Regions from separate parts of the Mus musculus genome. Here all the other regions are linked to region 3. The links are chromatin contacts, called in public Hi-C maps. All regions are on one chromosome and are shown on one strand. Each heading gives the region's core, a stretch centred on a gene start, on an enhancer-like site or on the middle of the called end of the contact. The rest is flanking DNA. Distances are from core to core; before and after follow the strand shown.

The links. A called contact is a pair of places that touch in the nucleus more often than the background predicts.
Region 1: a Hi-C map of cortical neurons shows a contact between it and region 3, with 4 times the contacts expected there. The contact joins two enhancer-like sites. A contact is called at or near these places in 4 of 484 Hi-C or Micro-C datasets (cerebral cortex, colorectal tumor organoids and cortical neurons).
Region 2: a contact with region 3 is called in a Hi-C map of cortical neurons. The contact joins two enhancer-like sites. A contact is called at or near these places in 4 of 484 Hi-C or Micro-C datasets (cerebral cortex, cortical neurons and forebrain).

What each region holds. Positions count from the first base shown.
Region 1 is chr2:8,274,374-8,278,099 of GRCm38.p6, forward strand. No RefSeq gene overlaps it. Among named protein-coding and RNA genes, the nearest start is that of Gm30904, 69 kb to the right of the region's middle. Within about 2 kb of position 2,093, at least 10 of the 459 cell types and tissues checked have an H3K27ac peak or open chromatin away from gene starts, as enhancers often do. A contact at or near this core is called in cortical neurons, where this site is marked.
Region 2 is chr2:8,378,551-8,382,129 of GRCm38.p6, forward strand. No RefSeq gene overlaps it. Among named protein-coding and RNA genes, the nearest start is that of Gm30904, 35 kb to the left of the region's middle. Within about 2 kb of position 1,896, at least 8 of the 459 cell types and tissues checked have an H3K27ac peak or open chromatin away from gene starts, as enhancers often do. A contact at or near this core is called in cortical neurons, where this site is marked.
Region 3 is chr2:7,953,103-7,956,566 of GRCm38.p6, forward strand. No RefSeq gene overlaps it. Among named protein-coding and RNA genes, the nearest start is that of Gm30904, 390 kb to the right of the region's middle. Within about 2 kb of position 1,354, at least 4 of the 459 cell types and tissues checked have an H3K27ac peak or open chromatin away from gene starts, as enhancers often do. A contact at or near this core is called in cortical neurons, where this site is marked.

The DNA of each region.
Region 1 (3,726 bases), core at 843-3,342, 320 kb after region 3:
GAATGGCAGAGAAGCACCTGAAAAAATGTTCAACATCCTTAATCATCAGGGAAATGCAAATCAAAACAACCCTGAGATTCCACCTCACACCAGTCAGAATGGCTAAGATCAAAAATTCAGGTGACAGCAGATGATGGCGTGGATGTGGAGAAAGAGGAACACTCCTCCATTGTTGGTGGGATTGCAGGCTTGTACAACCACTCTGGAAATCAGTCTGGCAATTCCTCAGAAAATTGGACATAGTACTACTGGAGGATCCAGCTATACCTCTCCTGGGCATATATCCAGAAGATGCCCCAACTGGTAAGAAGGACACATGCTCCACTATGTTCATAGCAGCCTTATTTATAATAGCCAGAAGCTGGAAAGAACCCAGATGCCCCTCAACAGAGGAATGGATACAGAAAATGTGGTACATCTACACAATGGAGTACTACTCAGCTATTAAAAAGAATGAATTTATGAAATTCCTAGCCAAATGGATGGACCTGGAGGGCATCATCCTGAGTGAGGTAACACATTCACAAAGGAACTCACACAATATGTACTCACTGATAAGTGGATATTAGCCCCAAACCTAGGATACCCAAGATATAAGATACAATTTCCTAAACACATGAAACTCAAGAAAAATGAAGACTGAAGTGTGGACACTATGCCCCTCCTTAGAATTGGGAACAAAACACCCATGGAAGGAGTTACAAAGACAAAGTTTGGAGCTGAGATGAAAGGATGGACCATGTAGAGACTGCCATATCCAGGGATCCATCCCATAATCAGCATCCAAATGCTGATACCATTGCATATACTAGCAAGATATTATCGAAAGGACCCAGATGTAGCTGTCTCTTGTGAGACTATGCCGGGGCCTAGCAAACACAGAAGTGGATGCTCACAGTCAGCTAATGGATGGATCACAGGGTTTCCAATGGAGGAGCTAGAGAAAGTAGCCAAGGATCTAAAGGGATCTGCAACCCTATAGGTGGAACAACATTATGAACTAACCAGTACCCCGGAGCTCTTGACTCTAGCTGCATATGTATCAAAAGATGGCCTAGTCGGCCATCACTGGAAAGAGAGGCCCATTGGACACGCAAACTTTATATGCCCCAGTACAGGGGAATGCCAGGGCCAAAAAGGGGGAGTGGGTGGGTAGGGGAGTGGGGGTGGGTGGGTATGGGGGACTTTTGGTATAGCATTGGAAATGTAAATGAGCTAAATACCTAATTAAAAATGGAAAAAAAATCTAGCACTTTCTCTGAAGCAATGCAGCTAGTAATACTAGTAATAGTCAAATTAAGATAAAGGCTCAGGCTGAATAGACTATCTAAAATATGTTAGCTCTCTAGTTTTCATGGAGTTCAGGAAGTAAAACACATTCAAATGTTTCATCCTTCTCAGGATGAGGATTTTTAAAAAAGGGATTATATACTCACACATCCTTCAGTGAATACATTGTGGTTAGCTTAATAATGTTGAAAATTTTACTGACATGGCAGGAAATTCATTGACTGTCTACTAGACTATTGCTGGCCACTCCAGTGCACTTTACCCCACAGTACTGAGGGGACACTAGCAGAATCACTTTGCTGATGGTAAAATCAAAGTTAGAACAGTTATGTAATTTTTAAGACCACATTGTACCTAGTTTTGGAGCTGGAATTTGAAGCCAAGTCTGACTATATAATTTAAATCTGCAAAAAAAAAAAAAAAAAAAAAAAGCACAGATGTCATGTACATCTCTGAATGTTATAGAGATCTTTTTATGTTTCTTGCCTAGGATCCAGCCATCCCACACTCTGATTATTATGATCTCAGGATGATGGTCTTTATTTTAAATAAACAGCTCCTTTTAGATTTAGGACAGTTAGCATCAAAGAGGCAGATGGTTCTTCTGCCATTAGTGTCCATCTAAAGAGGAAAAGAACATAATATACCCTGTATTAGCCACACCATGACTCACCATCGCAGACATCCATTTGCAACTTTCTTCCTCCCCTCCACATATATTAATACATTCTGGTTACCTGCTTATGTGCAGCATCAGTAAAGAAAATGACATATTTTTAAAAGAGTTGGGGAATTATGAAGAGATGCATCACCTCTTAGTCTTGCCTGACTCATTACACAAAACTTCTTTTCAATGACTCACTCACAAGGACAGTAAAAAAGACTTTGTTCCTCACATAACACTTTCTTGAATAAGTACCAGCTCCACTGTCTGTTGGTTGAAGACAAAGAGAGGTATTAGCATGCTTCAAGTGGTCACACCAGTCTTGGCCCAGTTACAACAACCTCATGGTCATTTCTAAAGCCTGAAGATCTAAGCTCACAGCTGACATTTAAGACAACTTCTGTATCCATTGTTCAGTAATAGAAGATTGTCAGAGAAGATACTTAGTGCAGGCTCCTTCCTGGCCCAACATTTCCCATATTCTGCACACACCATATTCACCTGACATGTGACAGTATGGGACTGATTACAATAGGACATGGTTAGTGATTGTGACCCAGATGTCTGACCCCAGTTTTGTTGCCATACACCAAAAGAAAAGTCCTTTTGATATGAATCTGAAATCTCTAAAAGAAAAGGCAACCTCTAAAGTGTGAGGAAGGCAGTGCAGTAAAGTAGTTCACATTGTGCAAGCATAAGGACCTGAGTTACATCTCAAGGTCCACAGAAAAGTGGGCCATGGCAGTGAGATGGTAAAAACCCAGTGCTAGGACCCAGTCTAGCCAGAATCAGTGAGAGACCCTGTCTTAAAAAATAAGATGGAGTGCTATTGAGGAAGATATCTTGTGTCAAACTCTTATTTCCACACTCACATAAATATATCTATATGCACCCACCGCACTTCCATACATGTGGCTACACATGTGAACACTTATATGGTGCAAAGACACACACACACACACACACACACACACACACACACACACACACACACACAAACACACACACACACAGAGGGAGAGAGAGAGAGAGAGAGAGAGAGAGAGAGAGAGAGAGAGAGAGAGAGAGAGAGGACAAAGTCCAAGTTAGTGTTGGTACTATGACCTTCCTGCTCTCTTCCCAAGTCTGAGAATCTCAGGATCTGATTGTGAAGAAAGATGCCTCAGTAAGAGACCTGCTGTACAGAAATGCCTGCTAATGGGAGGAAAGTCGCTTGGTCTTGCGAAGATTATATGTCCCAGTACAGGGGAATGCCAGGACCTTGAAGCAGGAGTAGGTGGGTTGGGAAGCAGGGTAGGAAGAGGGTATAGGGGACTTTCAGAGAGGAAACTAGGAAAGGGGATAGCGTTTGAAATGTAAATGAAGAAAATATCTAATTTAAAAGAAAGAAAGAAAGAAAAGAAATGCCTGGTAAATCTTACAATTCCCCTTGTGGAAGAAACTTCCTTTTTTTTTCTCTTTCACTGTGAGAGGAGCTTCTTGTTCCATGCAAAGGATGAGCTCGATCATATCAGTCTTGCTAAAGCACTAATGTCTTTTCTTCATGCTCTTTTACTGATTTTAAAACATAAAGTTTGGGTCACTGAGAGTGTTTTTCTAAAGGTCTTTTATTTGTAGCTTTAGCTTCTGTCCATGAGTTGGACATGTTTCCTCTTGCAAGTGCTACCTGTCTTTGCCTTATAGAAGCCTAAAAGCAATGGGAAATCTTTGCCATTACTGTAATGTAATGTGCCAGAATAAAACTTTTTTTGCAAGAATATAAAGTATTTTCA
Region 2 (3,579 bases), core at 646-3,145, 430 kb after region 3:
TTCTGGCTTGTTGCGTCTTTCCTGGCCGGTTGCGAACGCGCGTAAGATATCCTCATTTAATAAGACTATCTCATGTCTCATATGTCTCATATATTCTTATTTAATATTCTCTTCAATAATTACACCCACATACATACACACGCACACACGTATATATACAAGACTACATAACAGCCTTCAGAGAGCTTTAATGAGAAATCATCAAAATGTCACATCATAAATGGAGCATAAAGCTGCCCTTTCTCTACTAATATGGAAAGATGATTAGCAAAACAATGCGGCCCACATCACAGAGCTTTTGCACTCGGAAGCTAACTGTCAATGACGACACATCTGGCATGCCTAAAGTAAACAAACAAACAAGCAAAGAACGAGAATACAGTTTAACAAAACACCCATGGAAGGAGTTACAGACACACAGTTTGGAGCTGAGACGAAAGGATGGACCATTTAGAGACTTCCATATCCCGGGATCCATCCCATAATCAGCCTCCAAATGCTGACACCATTGCATACACTAGCAAGATTTTGCTGAAAGGACCCAGATATAGTTGTCTCTTGTGAGACTAAGCCGGGGCCTAGCAAACACAGAAGTGGATGCTCACAGTCAGCTATTGGCTGGATCACAGGGCCCCCAATGGAGGAGCTAGAGAAAGTACCCAAGGAGCTAAAGGGGTCTGCAACCCTATAGGTGGAACAACAATATGAACTAGCCAGTACCCCCCCAGAGCTTGTGTCTCTAGCTGCATATGTATCAAAAGATGGCCTAGTTGGCCATCAGTGGAAAGAGGCCCATTGGTCATGCAAACTTTATCTGCCTCAGTACAGGGGAACGCCAGGGCCAAGAAGTGGGAGTGAGTGGGTAGGGGACTTTTGGGATAGCATTGGAAATGTAAATGAAATAAATACCTAATAAAAAATAAACAAAATAAAAAAATGATGCTTCCAAAGTTCCTCAACTATCAAGACACTAGGGCATACGCAGTTGAAGTTTATGTCTTCTGGAAGCTTTGTGTGCACTTCTCAGATGCTCCTCTGAATTGCAACAGAAAATACAAGACTATTAATAATGATGTCTTAGCTGTTGTCCACAATCATAGAATTTATGTTTACCTCGGGGCACTGGCGAGGACTTTCATGAGAATACTAGTTTACAAGCTATTTTAAGTTTTGTCACATAATGTGTCAATCCATGTGGCAGCTCACATTTTAATACTAATTGATGGGGTACATTCTTAAGAAGTGTTATTATTCATGTTGGCTAATTCTCAACTAACCAGGTGGCACACATTCAGATTATACGTTCAATTACTTCAGAAAGCTGTTTGTCTTCAGTTTCTGTCACCAGCCAAATGTTTCTTTGTCTTATATGTGTAATGAATTTTTATGATGATTATAGAACCATAAATCACCATGATTTTGACCTACTGCAACATGTTTTTTCTCTGCCAACTATCACTTAATTCATAAATTTATGATTTCCAAATACCATGAAATGATTTTAAAAGTCGGTGCTTTGAAGATAATTTATATAGTTGCTACAGGTATATGTAATTCAAATTTAAAGATTATGTTCTTTCCAATAAATCCCATCAGTATGAAAGTGGGTACAATGTCAGGCAAAAACAATGCAGAATTATTTCCATCTTCTTAAAGATATTTTTGTTTGGAATAATAAAAGACATTTTTTCCCATGAAAAAATTTCTCAGCAAAAAGGTGAGAGATAATTTTTATTATAATTTCCTTCCAAAAATACCAACCTCGCTGACATTTTACTTCACATTTCAGCTATAAATTTAGGTTTTAGAAGTGAGGCTTTAAAAGTACTCTGTTTCAGTGAAAATTTCACTGTAATGCTAAATGGGTTGCCATGCCTTGAGCAACAGCTCCCTCTATGGTCCATCATCACCCAGGTAATGACTGTGCATCTTCTGCAACACCATAGGCCCTTCCTTCTATGACCAATACTCTCCTAGATACAATGCTAAGATGATACTGAACATTAGCAGGCTAGGTTTTTCTTTCCTTTTTCCCCTTCAAAATGCATCTTATTGCTTATAATTCTGTTATTCTGTTTATTGTTAGATGTGATTTACTCAATTACAATTTTAGTTATATTTCATACATACAACTTGATCCTTATGCAATAAAGAATCAGAGTTATGGGGAACAATCACAGATTGGATAAATTTCTGTTTATCTGGTCATAGATTTTCAATTGTACTGATGTTTCAGTACAATTATGTGTATGTAAATGTATTCACATTTCTTTAGAAATGTCATGTTATAGATTTCATTTTAAATATTGTCTACAGTGAAAAAATAAAATCATATTTAACTGTAAGTCCTAGAAAAAAGCCCTACATTTATATACAAGAAAACCCTTTATATACAAGTAGTACATCTAAGACTCAAGAACCCATCTGTTACCAGGAAATGTTAAACTGGGGAAACATTTTGAAATAAAGTACAAAAAGGGCAACTGGTTTTTAAAGGGAAAGGAAATGTATATAAGAAGAAGGGGCTGAGGCTTCTTTTATTCTGGCCTCTTCTAACATAACAAAGCAACTCTGAAAGGTTTATAGTGTTGTATGGGAAACTTCAGGGAAAGTAGTGGCTCAAACTGAAGTATCAGCTGGCTTTGTTGGAGAGATTAGAACCATAGAAAGAGAACCAACCTGTTCCTTATCTGATACCTGCATCATCACCCTACTTTGGAATCTTCCATTCAATAGTGGTAGAAGTTACATAGACATCATGTTAGGCAGAACTACATTCCAACTATATTATGTTACTATTCTGCATTGGATGACAAGTCAACAAGTTTCCTAGTAACAGATGGGTTGTTGAGTCTTAGATGTACTACTTGTATATAAAAGGTTTTCTTGTATATAAATGTAGGGCTTTTTTTCTAGGACTTAGAGTTAAGTATGATTTTATTTTTTTCACTGTAGACAATATTTAAAATGAAATCTATAACATGACATTTCTAAAGAAATGTGAATACACTTACATACACAGAGAGAGAGAGACAGAGAGACAGAGACAGAGACAGAGAGAGAGCACTAGAGAGGGTAAGGGAGAGATAGAAAAGACATTGTATGAGAGACAATTTGGAATAAAATTTTATTCTAAAACAAATATTTGTAACCACACTGAAAATGAATTAATTTACTCAATTTCTTATTCAAATTATTCCCACAGTCACCTAACTGAATTAAATATTTTCTATCTACTTTAGCATCAAAATCTGTGGAGTTGAAGTTACAGGTGGGTCTGGATACCATATATGAGTGCTGAGAACTGAACTAGGGTCCTTTGCAAGAACAGTATGTTCCGATAATCACTGTGTCATCTCTCTCTCCCTCTCCTCTTATAGCTGAGACATAAACTTGAAATGTAACCAAGAAATGCATGGCTCCCAAGATTTCACTCCTTCCTTTTTGTCAGTATTCATTTTCATTTTCTATGTGTATGAGTATTTTGCTTGTATGTATACATGTGCACTGCGTTTGTGTGTGTGTGTGGGGGGGGGGGGTAAAGAACAGAGTCTTTAAAGAACAGAGTCTAGTAAAGAA
Region 3 (3,464 bases), core at 104-2,603:
CTGGAGCAGTGCTAGAGAGCCTGCCCTGGTGATGTGATACTGGAGAGATGGCAGCTAACCAGCTCAGATTCTACCTAGGCCCAGATCTGGAGCTCTGAGTCGCCTCAATCCAACATCTATGCCATCTATGAACTGCTGGAGTGGGTGAAGGGGACAGTCCTGCACATCAAGAAATTCAGGATCTCTAGGACACAGGGCAACAACAGGATATCCAAGAGCAGTCCTAGTAAAGATCCTCAAACTAGGCCAAGACTTAATAACAGTGAACATTAGCAAGCCAAGAAGTTTGAACAGGATTTACTATGGGACACACTGTGGCATACTACAGCTTCCACAATGAGATTTTTTTCATTTAGGGTGTCTTCCATTCAGTATCCTGTCAGCCCTCCAGCTTGCCTCTCTGCTCTGGTTTCAATAAGACTAGTGATGAATGAGAGAATTTGTAGGAGGCACAGGACACCCTGTCTTTTCTCGGAACCTTAAAGAAAACATTCATACATGGACAAACAGAAAAATATACGAACTTAGTGTTCATGACAGAAATGTATTATGTAGTAACAATCTATTCATGGCTTTCTGCAATAACCTGTTAGCTCATTGCCTTTATGTACGGTAAATTCAAATAGAGATTATGCAGAAACTTACCATACAAAGATGGCAGCAAAGTTCACTGGAATTCCTCAAAGCAAAGCAGTACAAGAAGACAAGGCTTTCAATTCAATTGCATTGAAATCATTCACATTAAGCAAAATAAAATGATGATAAAATCATATTTTCTTAAAACATTTTTGGAGCAGGGAGCAAAACTCATATTAAGGAAACAACTTGCCACTTAAAGAATGTCAGCTTAAAATATTTCTCATATAGTGACTATAAAAATCTCCAGGTTTTGTAAAATGATTAACTAATATAGGGGGGAGACAGAATTATGATCTCTACTAGTTGGCAGATGATGCCCTCTTATAACTACTGTCACTCTGGCAGAAGCAATATGCTTATTTAAAAAGTATAACAGAGAATTAACCCATGTATATGTGCTCCCTTTACTTTTCTGAGTATGATAATTTTTTTTGTTCATTATAGTTGTTGGGGAAATGTTTAATGGACATCCATGTTTTGCACAGGTGGACCTGAACACCAAATATTTTTATGCTCACAAAGTTTGCAGTTTGCCAGACTGCAGCAAAACCACATTTTCATCTTAACTTTTGATGGTCTCTTTCTGTTACTGAGAATAAAGACATTCTTCTTAAGTTTTTACCAAAGCAGCTGTCTCTGATGGTACAGGGCCATCAAGAAATCTCACAAGCAAATGCCAAGAACGTCACAAGATGAGAGTCATCTTTTCCCTTAACATTTTTGGAAGACTTTCTTCATATCTATAAAATACCATCTCATAGAGAATGCAAATGCAGTGCCTCTAGAAGTGGCTTTTTACTCTCAAAATACGAAAAACAAGCAAGGGAATGTCACAATGGATTACTTTTGAAACTTGGTAATGTAATCCTATTTCACACACACACACACACACACACACACACACACATATACACACGATGAAGTTTCAGGACATAGAAATATGAAATAAATGGATAGGCATATTGCCTAGTAGGGAGAATGTTTGCCTAGTGCACAGGAAGCCACTATTTTGGTATCCAGCATTGGGTGTGGTAGATGTGCCTATAATGCCAGCACCTGGGAGGTGAAGACCGAGGGAGCAGACCTTTAAAATCAAGTTTAACTATATAGTAGACTTGAAGAAAACCTGGGATACATGGGACTCTGTCTCAAAGAAAATCAATAAAGTACAAATTAAGGTTCACTTATCAACTAAAACATATCCCATGAAAAGAGTTTCTTTTTGTAAAAATTATGTTAGACATTCAAATTTAATCTCTCTCTCTCTTTCTGTCTCTCTCTCTTTCTCTGTCTCTCTCTCTCTCTGTGTCTCTCTCTGTCTCTGTCTCTCTGTCTCTCTCTCTGTCTCTGTCTCTGTCTCTCTCTCTCTCTCTCTCAATGCTAGCAAAGATGACTATTATGCTGCTTTATAAGAAACATGATTTGGCCTCTGAAGTGTGTGACAACAGTGATTGTTGCATCGCTCCAACATGTACTGACTTGTTCAGCATAGAGTTAAAAAAAGAAACTTTTGCATACACTATGTCTTTGGCTTCAAAATCCATTTTCTAACCTTTGAAATTTCAGTAAAAATGTTCTCTCTCCTGTGTGCTGTCAGGGAAACCTCTCAGCAGTCACATTTCTAGCTTCTGGTTCTGCTTCTGTGACAGGGTCTCCTTGATTGAAGCTCTTTAACCAGATCAGAAGGCAGACCCCTGAGCCTCTGTGATCGTTTGCTTAGTGACCCCCTCAGAGAAGGGCAATGAATTGCTTGTTACTTTTCAAGTTTCTCAGAGATGGAGAGAATTTTATAAGCTCTCAGGAGATTGTTTTAAATGGGGTTGTTTTTAATTCACTGAAAATGGTCTGTGGAAGATGACTTCTACATAATTGTACCCATGGTGGCTAACTAGTATGTGTCTTTTTATGAAGTAAAGAGTTCATGTGCACACAGCTAGGAAGCACCTATGCATTATAGATGTGGTTACCAATGTTTGAAAGTGTTACCGAAAATAGGGACAAATTACATGGAAATGATGTCGTGTCAAGTGTAATCCTATCATTTATTTTAAGAAGGGTGGACCATGTTCATTATACTGAATCACTGCTGGAATGAACATTCCAGAAAAATAATGAAAGTTATCAGAAAACAAGTGTTGGTTTTGTTTTCCAGGAGAAAAGGAGGTAAGGATAGGTAGAAGATGGGTCAGGAGGGATAGGTTCATTTTCTATGGCCTCTTCGGCTATAACTGGATGCTTAACATCTCCCTCAAGAGCTGAGGCTTTAAAATCATTTAGGAGATGGGCTGCTTCTTGCTTCTGACTGATAATGGTTATTTTCAAAGTCCCTGTCTTGACTAGATTATTTATTCATCTATTTATGTATCTATTTATGTATCTATGAATCTATCTATGTGTTTACCTATGTATCTATGTATCTATCTATATGAATATATGTATGTATGTATGTATCTATCATCTATATATCTATGCATCTATCTACCTATTATCTATCTATCTATCTATCTATCTATCTATCTATCTATCTATCTATCTATCATCTATCTACCTATCCTCTGAGCTCTGTCAATCCTCCACTTCAAGGCCTTGAACACACTCATCTTTTATCTTTTCCCTGTCTCCAAATTTTGTTTCATTGAGAACATCAGTTGAGATTATGCAGTATGTATACCTCTTATAGCTGTCATACAGGCCTTGGATATTCTGTTTTTTTTATTTGAGAATTAATTATTTATATAAAAAAGTGATCTTCAGCATGAAACATATTACACTTGGATTTAGCAAACCTATATATTTACTATTATAATATGCTTGTCATTGTGCTA